Regions from separate parts of the Zea mays genome. Here region 2 is linked to region 1. Evidence: chromatin contacts called from public Hi-C data. All regions are on one chromosome and are shown on one strand. Each heading gives the region's core, a stretch centred on a gene start, on an enhancer-like site or on the middle of the called end of the contact. The rest is flanking DNA. Distances are from core to core; before and after follow the strand shown.

Region 1 (5,214 bases), core at 1,743-4,242:
ACACCAAAAACACGCACATGTGATCTGTTCCCCATCAGTAAGGCTCCAGCTCCTTTGCAATGATAAGAAGAAAGCAAAGAGATATTAGCACACACATGAATGTTCGTACCAGTGTCAGCCCACCACTCAGGGGACTGACACACTGAAAGAACTGTAGGTAAAAGATTACCATACCCCGATGTTCCTTCTGCGGTCTCGCTAACAACCATGTTTACTGATTTCTTCTCTTGAGCTGGTTTTTTCTCTTGGTTAAATTTATGGTCTGGACAAGCACTTGCCCAGTGATCAGTACTCCTGCAAACAAAGCAATAAGCACCTTTGTTCTTTCTTTTAAACGAGGCTGCCTGCTTGGGCTTCTTGGCATTCTGTTACTTATTCTTCTTTTTATTATTATGTGACGTATTAGAATTCTTCTTTTGTACCACATTGGCACTAGAGTCTCAACTCTTTTTCCACGAGTGTCTTTTGCTCTCGCCCTTTCCTCAACATCAAGAGAACCAATAAGCTCAACCACGCTAAACTCTTGTCTCTTATGGTTTAGAGTGGTAGCAAAATCCGTCCAAGAAGGTGGCAGCTTAGCGATAATACCGCTAGCCACGAACTTGTCAGGCAAGACACATGGGAACTATTCGAGTTCTTTAGTCAGTGCCTGTATTTCATGAGCCTGATCAACTACAAGACGGTTCTCAACCATCTTGTAGTCAAACAGCTACTCCATGATGTACAGCTTGCTACCAGCATCAGAAACACCGAAATCTTTTGTTGGCAAGAGCGTCAATCACGGCGCCTCGAAACAGGTTATCGGCAACGTCGAACATTCTCTCATCTTCAGGAGTGAACTGTTCGGATTCCCCCTATGCGGAGTGATAGCAGTTTATTGCATTCAACCACAGTATCATCTTACTACGCCACCTCTTGTAAAAAGTTCCATCAAAAGGTTCACTTGGTTTTAACGCAGCAGCAAAATCACTAACAAAAAATGCCTAATATCAGGTTTTTGGATTGTTGGACAAATAGGCATTTTTAGTTTTAATTTAATCCAGAAAATCACAGTGATGTATGTGACGACATGTATGTGCATGTGTGTATCACTACTCAAATAATTAGTGAACAATAGTAAAATATGCACAAATACAAAAAACATATTGTACCCTGCATAGGGACCGATGCTCAAGGCATCCAGTAGTTCCATTCACACGAGACATCTCGTGCGTATGTTCGATGTAGTCGTACGCAGTCGATGCAGTCATATGTACGCAGTGCAGTCCCTCGAACGCCACCGGCGACAAGGAACTTGATCAGCGTTGGTCGGGCGGACGAAGCGAGCAGTCGCGAGTATGCTCCCCAAAAACTGATCGTCCGCACACCCATGCAAGTGTCACTCTGCGAACGGTGATTTCGGAGGTTTACTCTCCAACACTCTCTGTACTCGCAGAAGGTGAGACAGGAATGGCTGTGTGCAACGCGTCTGAGACTGTTCGGTGTTCGTACTAGGTAAAATGTGCAACCATTAGGAAGGAATATTCAGACAAGGTCTGATCTACCACGGCCACGGGCACTGCCCGGCCGGCAGCGCGCGCGTGACAGTCCTTCATCTTTTTCTTAGCTTCTCAATAGATACACCAATGGTACACCTATTTAAGTTGATTGAATTGTCCCTTAAACTTCTGATATGATAATAAAGTAGTAGTACACTGTAGCATTAGAGTGAACCTTTTTATCGACTATTATTAAATATTAATATGGACCAGGCCTATATTGATTCAACAGAAGAAAACACGAGTGAGGATAGACACACGAGCGAACAAACAACTAGACAAGGATGGGCGGGGGCACTAGCAAAAGAGAGGTAAGCGAGAGAGAAAAATACGACAACAGGTGCAAGACCTTATGCCAAAATTAATTATTTCGATCTCAACGTCATAAATCATAACGTCGAACTGTGTATGGTATTTTAATATCATGGTCTATGAAGTCAAGCTATGTATGTTCTGTGTTATATTCTATGACACCGTAGGATCAAAATAGATTACAAATCTATTCATAATCTAAGAGACTGTTTAGTTCCCATCTCCTTAACTTTAGTGATTAAAATTTAGTCACTACTATCAAACAGTATATACCTATCAAATAGAAATTTAAGGACTACCTGTTTGATTCCTTTAGTCGCCTGACAAGGCTTTAATGACAAAATTTTAGTTACTAACGGCCGTTTGGTTTGAGGGACTAAAGATTAGTTCCTCCATTTTAATCATATTTAGTATTAAAATTGTTAAACAATGAGACTAAACTGTTTTAGTCTCTAGTCACTTGAGGGGTGACTAAAATGGACTAAACCATATTAATTTCATTTTTCCCCCTTTATTTCAGTTGCACTAATGTTGGGAGAATGCTAAGAGATATTTTGATTCTCTTACGATTTATTTAATGTGTTCTGAATATTTTTAGTCCCCAGAACCAAACATGGTAGGGACTAAATTTAGTCCGCTAACTAAACTTTAGTCACTGGACTAAAGGAACCAAACAGGCTCTAAAGTACCCTATTTGGTTTTAGTGACTAAACCTTACTAAAGAGCTTTGATTCCTATGCATAAAGACTATATTACCCCTATTTATTAGAGCACATGGAAGTAGGATGGCAAATGCAGTAAAAATATCACTTTAGTCACTTTTTAGTCATCCCTTGATGACTACAGGACTACATTTTAGTAGGGTGCTTTTAGTCACACTATTTGCTTTTTTAGTGATTAAAAGTGACTATATTTTAGTCACTCTGAACCAAACAAACTCTAAGACCTCGTTGGGATCAATTTCTGTGTTTTTGAACTAATTTTATAAATTTTCTATACTATTTATGTGAAATTCCTACTTTCAAAGAAGGCATAAACATATTTTTTTTAATAAGTAAAATAAAAACATCGGCTAAACCAGCCGCCGCCAGTACAGCAGGTTTCCATCCTTTTCTTCAAAAAGCAGGCTTCCCTGTGCCCTATATCCTCCACTGTCCACTGTGCTGTACCTGTACCACCGTGACAGTTCTATTAACTTGACGAGACAAAAGGGGGGAAAGTTCTCCTCCTACAATCCTACCTCCAGTGATGTCAGTACCACCGCCGGCCGGCGGCGGCGCCATCATCAACGAGGTCCTCACCGACGACGAGCTCCGCGCAGTGCTCAGGCGGCTGGGGCCCGAGGCGGAGCGGGACGCGTTCGGGCTCGTGTGCCGCCGCTGGCTCCGGATCCAGAGCTCCGAGCGGCGGCGCCTGCGCGCGCGCGCCGGCCCGGACATGCTGCGCCGCCTCGCTGCACGCTTCCCTGGTGTCCTGGATCTCGACCTCTCTCAGTCGCCCTCCCGCTCCTTCTACCCTGGGGTCATCGACGACGACCTCAACGTTATCGCCAGCAGCTTCCGCAACCTGCGTGTCCTCGCGCTGCAGAACTGCAAAGGTGCGGCCATCTATTCTTCTTGCGCTACCCACATGTGCTGTTTATCAATTTGGTGGATGACATATAGCGCATTTTCTTGCGCTAACCTTATAGTGCATTTTCGAGTTCTTCAGAGACTTACCGATTCAATCATACTCTAAGAATGTTAGTCTCACGTACATTGGATAAATACTTGTAATCTATTTTGCAGTCTTGATTTAGTCTATTTCAAGTCCATATTCTAATCTGGGAGATGTTGGAGTTTCTTTGTGAGGTCCTTCAGTTTGTGAATTAACTTTCTTGTCATTCTGGAGGTGAATCCTATCTATACTACTCCTAAATCTTAGGGGTAAGTTTATAACCTTATATGTTGTGTAAACCTTTTTATCAAGCTTATTTCGAGGAAAAAATGAACCCCACATATTTGATGATGAATTTGCACTAGCCTCTGGTGGTTCATTTCATCCTTGTGAGAACATGAAGCTGTGTTCATTTCTGAAACTAGAACGAATTCTCTCATTATTGTTAAAATAAAGATAATTATAAGAAAAATGGGAAAAAGCTATGTGCAAAACCTTTTTTGTCCAGCTGGAATAGTTTTATATTCCTTATGTACTGTTTTCAAGGATATTGCCTCATCTTTCAATTTATTTCATAGACCCCATTTTTTTACAGCTTTGCTATTATTTGCGACAGTTTTAGTTACCTAAGTTATGGTCTCCTGAGATCTCAAGTTTCCAACAACGGTTAAATTTGCCAATTTGGTATCCTGTTAACAGATCTTTCTTGGGGGGCATGTCTTTTTTGTTTTTTCTTGTTCTTATGCTGGCTGACATTACCAATTTGCTATCCTTTAAAGCCATTACTATCTGGGGCATTCTGGATCTTTGTGTTTAGTGCAGTGATTCTGGTGAAAATGTCCTTAACTGAGTTCTGTTGATTATTAGACTTCCCCTGGTTCATGGTGTCTCACAGGTATCTCTGATGTCGGAGTTGCCAAATTGGGAGATGGACTGCCATCTCTACAGTCCCTTGATGTTTCTCGCTGCATAAAGCTGAGTGACAAAGGTTTGAAGGCGGTTGCACTAGGGTGCAAAAAATTGAGTCAGCTGCAAATCATGGGATGCAAATTAGTAACAGATAATTTATTGACTGCTCTATCAAAGAGCTGCCTGCAATTGGTAGAACTTGGAGCTGCGGGATGTAACAGCATAACAGATGCTGGTATATCTGCTCTGGCTGATGGCTGTCATCACATAAAATCACTAGACATAAGCAAATGCAACAAAGTTAGTGATCCTGGAGTCTGTAAGATCGCTGAGGTTTCTTCATCATGCTTGGTGTCAATAAAGCTATTGGACTGCAGCAAGGTGGGAGATAAGTCCATCTATTCGTTAGCTAAGTTTTGCAGTAACCTAGAGACTCTTGTCATTGGTGGATGTCGGAACATTAGCGATGGCTCCATACAAGCACTTGCTCTTGCCTGCTCCAGTAGCTTAAGGAGCCTGAGAATGGACTGGTGCTTGAAAATAACAGACACATCATTGCAAAGCCTGCTGTCTAACTGTAAACTTCTTGTAGCCATTGATGTCGGATGTTGTGACCAGATAACCGACAATGCATTCATGGACGGGGAAGGATACGGGTTTCAGTCTGAACTGAGAGTTTTGAAGATCAGCAGCTGTGTTCGGCTCACAGTTGCAGGGGTCGGCAGAGTGATTGAATCCTTCAAGGCTCTTGAGTACTTGGATGTTCGGTCATGCCCTCAGGTTACAAGGGACAGCTGCG
Region 2 (5,214 bases), core at 835-3,334, 380 kb before region 1:
GTGATATATAGTTACCACTGGTTTCAAGGAAGCCTAACATTAGCGGTTGTGTCTTAAGTCCAAGGAGGAAAAGATAAAGAGACATGAGTTTATACTGTAGTTCCTCAGTTCATGCACAAACTAAATGAAGTGTAGGTTAGTGAATGAAAAGGATACAGATTGTGTTGCATTTAACCTGAGTCCTATAGAAGAAATAAACCATAAACATGTAATACTATCAAGGGAATGAAATACACAAATGTCCATTAAGGTCCCTTGAAGAAGCATCCCACATTCCCATTGGTGTAGTCTGCTGTATTTTCTTGGTCATATCAATAGGCAGCTAACAGTGATAGGTTTGTAACTGAATTGTTTAGGAGGCTGATAATGTGTTACCTGGAAAGGACTTCGATGAAGCAAGCAAAAAGAAGGGGGAAACAGCAAGCTGAAAAATATTTAAAATATGGAGGTTAAACACCACGAGTGTCAGATTGTGAAAACAAAACACTTACTCCAAGGCAGTAGACATGTCAGGATCTAACACAGATTTGTGGTGCATAGTTTCTAGCAATGATATATTGTAGAACATTGTGCAAGCTGATATGTGGTATTTATATTTTTGAGAGACTACAAATAAATAAAAAATTTGCAGAGGTGAAAGCAAAAACTATATGGCTTATGCAAAATACCCAAAACGAAATTTCTGTGCAGAAACCAGTCCAAAATCATCAACATCAACAAAGCCTTTTATCCCAAGCAAGTTGGGGTAGGCTAGAGTTAAAAACACAATAGAACCCACAAATCATGATTCAAGCACATGAATAGCCGTTTTCCATGCACTCCTATTCAGGCCTAAATCTTTGGGTATATCAGTCCAAAATCACAATTCTCTAAGCCTAGCAATTGAAGTCGCCCTGTCAGCATTGGTCATGAAGACCTCTCGTATCTATGTCATTTGGGATATCTGTTCATGCATTTTTTTCTGTTGCTGAAGTCACCATTATGTCACAACCATAGTCACAAAGTTCACAGTCCCAAGTCAACTGGATAAAGGAATGTGGTAAGCTACTTGCGAAAGGTTTTCACAAGGAGCAAAATAGATTGTCCCCACATTCCATGGTCAGTAAGATGCGACTTCGACTCTGTTCCCTATGACAATGGTTACAACTTACATCATCATGAAAAAGCCTAGATGATTCGTAAACAATTCAAGGGTTTCCAATGGGTGAAAATGCATTGATTAAGCATGTAATTTGAGTATTTGATAAACAATGATCGATGCATAACTCCTCAAACTGCATTGCAAAACATGTATTCTTCTATGTGGTATTTCAATCCTTGAGTGCAAAATTCCACAAGTAGGGCCTATTTGCATCAGTTAGGGTTAGTTATTAGCTGATATTAAAAATTAGACCAAGGGGTTGGCTAACAACTATTTGGAGACATGGCTAAAAAATTAGCCCACTTATTAGCCTACTGGCTCCTGTTCAAATGAGTTAGGGCTAAAAGTTAGCAAGCCCTATGCATCAAAACAAGCTATTAATCAAACAACCAATTTTCTAATATCTGCATTAAGGAAGTCAGCTAACAATGATCATCAAGAACCATGAGAGCCAAAAAACACAAATCTATCATAATTTCAGTTACCCTGAGTCCCTGACTCCACAAAATCATCTCTTACAACCTATAATAGGGCGTGACATCAAAGGTATAGCCAATGGCAGACCCAGTAAATGAGTAAAGGCACCCAATAACTTTTGGAAATCGAATTTAATAGCAATAATACATATATAAACTTATAAATAGATCGGATCCGAATACAAAAACCCAAATAGATTAAGTTAGGGTTCGGGGGCTCCATTTCACACAGCAGAAAAGGAAGAAAAGGGGTGCATATACCTGGTGGGTGTTGGTCGCCAGCAAAGGATCCGACGAAGAACTGACGAAGGAACCGACGAGGCTAGACTCGAGCACGTAGCGTGGGGCGGCGACGGCGGTTGCTATAGCCAGGAGAGCGTGCGCGCTCGTAGGGTGGACGGGCGAAGAAAAAGAAAGGCGGCGAATGGAACGGGTTCCAAATCCTCTAACGACGACAAGGCTGCTAGGACGATCCAAAGGCAATTCACACAGACACAGTCATGGGGCTCATGGCCTTTCTCATCTCTCTACTATCTGTACCATATAATAAATCATTTGTTTCTATGGTTCTACGGTTATCATGGTCACTCTTTCTCTTTCTACTTTATACAAAAACTAGCAAAATATAAAATAGCTTTATGCAAAAGAAATGCTATCTTCATTCTCAAAATATTTATTACCGATTAGTTATTTTTAAAATAGGACGCGACAAATAAAAAACAAAGAGTAGTAAATAATATAAAAATATAAAGATATATGTGTTTTATTGGTTAGATGGATGTGAATGTGGATTTAAAGATAAAATTGTATAAAAATAAGGATTTAAACGTTGATTGTTGGGTCCACGTTCACACTCATCTAACCAATAAAACATATATGTTGTGTTTTAGTAATACAAAGTCTATCTATATAATATATATGAATCATACAATCTACGAGCATCTAACTAGCATGAGTGAATATATAGGTAAAACCCTTTCACCATTTTTCCACTAGTACAATGTTTATGAGTGTTGCGATGGTATATAAATATTTGATAAAAAGTTTAGCGGACAACAATTATATAAATACGAATTTTTTTCTCTTCCTCGCATATTCTTGCCCCATGTATACTCCACCTTCCTATGTTCTTGCTTGTCCCACGTCTATCCTACTTTTAACTAATCGCTTAGTTGTTCTCCCGCTGTCTCTAGAGGAGTCTACCTTCAACTAATCTCCAATAAGAAGCATTTGTGTGCACTGTGCACCCAGCCAAAAACACGTTTGTTTTTTTATTAAGTTGAAGCTGTTTAAAAAACAATTCTAAAATAGAGTTGTTTTATTTGGGTAGAGCAATTACATAAACTTGAAACGAACATTTGAGCCTTCAGACCGTGTCCAGCACTCACATGGTTATCTAAAATATTGTTTTGTACTGTAAACTGTATTGTTCGTAGACTGTAGTATTTATAAAGTAGAGTTTAAAATAAGAGACAGTATGAATAAGCTGTTGGAGAGATAGTCTTAGTAAGACTCTCTTCAACGACGCACGCTACTCTATCTGTATTGGCTATAGTTTAACATCAGTCCGTTCATCACATGACGCTAAATAGGCTACATTGCAAGAGGGTGACACAGGACACCGCTAGATACAGGGGTGCTATAATCGGCACGCTTGTCTCGGTATAGGCATACGACAGTACTTTCACGTACTTTTTAGTTGAGAAAAATTGACAAGATGATTTTATCGAGGTAATGGGATATATGGGAAAATTTAGAGAGAACCGCTATAGATAATGAAGATATATAGAGAGATAGATAACATGGCATAAAAGTGGGATATAGAAGATGGAATATAGAGGGAACTGTTAAAGATAGTCTAAGAGAGCCAGTTGCACGCATTCCTCTTTGTCTACCGTAGATATCACATCCCTTTTCTGTTATTATCATTCACAAATTAGACGCCATGCAGTGCTAGCTCTCCGTATGCGTTGTTCAACATAGCTCATTAATGAGGTTCTGTTTCAATCTCACGGGATAAACTTTAGCTTTCTACTAAACTTTAGTCATATAAAGTAAAGTGTTAAAGTTTAGTTTCTTAAGGTGTTTGGACTACTCTAATAAAGTTTAGCACATTAAAATAAAAAGACACGTATGCCTCTAATGCGGAGAGAGAATGAGGTTGAAGGGTATGGGGTGAAAATAGGGTTCTCTGGCCCACGTTTAGCTCTTTTTAGCATCCCTTGAGTAGCTTATGAGATAATAGATGTTAAATTTTATCACACCACCATTAGCTCTTCTGTTTAGATCACTAAATGGCTAAAAGTAACTAAAAAAGCTGCTAAATTCATGTTTCAAAACCTTGTTGCTGCTGATATTGATAACATATAACATAGTTAGAAATGACTGAACGCATACTAAAAATTCCTATACATATATTCAATTATTCGTCCATGGAAGAAACAGTCGTCGTGGAGAAAGAAAACAAAGATCGTCGCCCATCATCATGTCCACGCATTTTGTACCTGGAGCCGTCGATCGACTATATATATTCTGCGCTGGAATCTCGATCGATCGACTCCGTCAGTTGTCTGGCCTAGGGAAACGATAATCTTGCATTGCGGTGCCGGGAGCCTGGGAACATAAATATAAGGAACAATTGGATCTATACCATTAAAAGATCCAAACTTTAGATATATACCATGGACCTCCCATGTCATTGACTGACTCATGTGGACCCACATGTAAGTGAGATAGTAATGGTATGGATCCAAAGTGGTGATCTTTTAATGGTATGGATCCAAATTTCCCTAAATATAAAATAACTCAAATGTAAAATTCCAGAAAATGTATCTGGAATTTCCTTATTATTAAAGTAGCAAGTAAACGTGGCCTGATAGCCCATCCACGTCAGCAGGAAAATATCTAGTCGTCCGATCACGTATCAACGGTACACAATACCTCCCAGGCAGCCTTCTCGCGCTGTGTCGCGAAGCTTTCAGGAGCCGCGCGCGTAGCTTTGCCCCAAGCGCCGCCGCGCCGGTTCAGTAGGTCACCCCCACCCCGCGCGGAGGTCCGCTTCCTCTCTCGCCTGGGTGCGCCGTCGCACGCACGCCCCACCCCACGTAGCTTCAACCCCCGCCGCCAGCTCAGTAGGTCACCGCCCAACCCTCTCCCCCCCCCCGGCCGGCTCGACAGGTCACCCCAACGCTCAGGGGCTCAGGGCCTCCCACCGGCGTCGCCCATGGGCAGTTCCAAGACTGTGGCCATCAGCGCGCTAGCTGCTGGGGATACCAGGAGGGGGGCACCGTCACCGTTCCTGCCGCCGTTCGGCCAGGTCGTCGAGGACAATCAGCAACAAGGCAATGACCTAACCATCCAAAGCTTTTTTTCCTTTTATTTTTTGTCGTCGGCGTCGACAATGATGAGTAACAGCAACTACTAGAGCCCCAGTGCCATCCTCTTCCCCCTTGTCGTTGCCGCCGCCAGGAATCCCATCCTCTCCCCCAACAAACGCCGCCACTATGCCCGCGTCGACCATCCTCCGCCTGCACGCGCCATCTCCTGTAGCGGAGCGCTGGCTCTCCTCCAGCTGCCCTGAACCGCAGGCTCATAACC

What was found. A called contact is a pair of places that touch in the nucleus more often than the background predicts.
Region 2: a contact with region 1 is called in a Hi-C map of leaf, with 5 times the contacts expected there. The contact joins the promoter of LOC100274004 here to the promoter of LOC100277153 in region 1. A contact is called at or near these places in 5 of 25 Hi-C or Micro-C datasets (ear, endosperm, leaf and 1 more).

What each region holds. Positions count from the first base shown.
Region 1 is chr4:150,814,467-150,819,680 of Zm-B73-REFERENCE-NAM-5.0, reverse strand. LOC100277153 reads left to right here and starts at 2,992. Exons shown (of 2, transcript NM_001150803.2): 1 at 2,992-3,447; 2 at 4,402-5,214. The coding sequence starts at 3,099.
Region 2 is chr4:151,192,751-151,197,964 of Zm-B73-REFERENCE-NAM-5.0, reverse strand. It overlaps LOC100274004, which reads right to left and starts at 2,084. Exons shown (of 6, transcript NM_001148389.1): 1 at 1,879-2,084.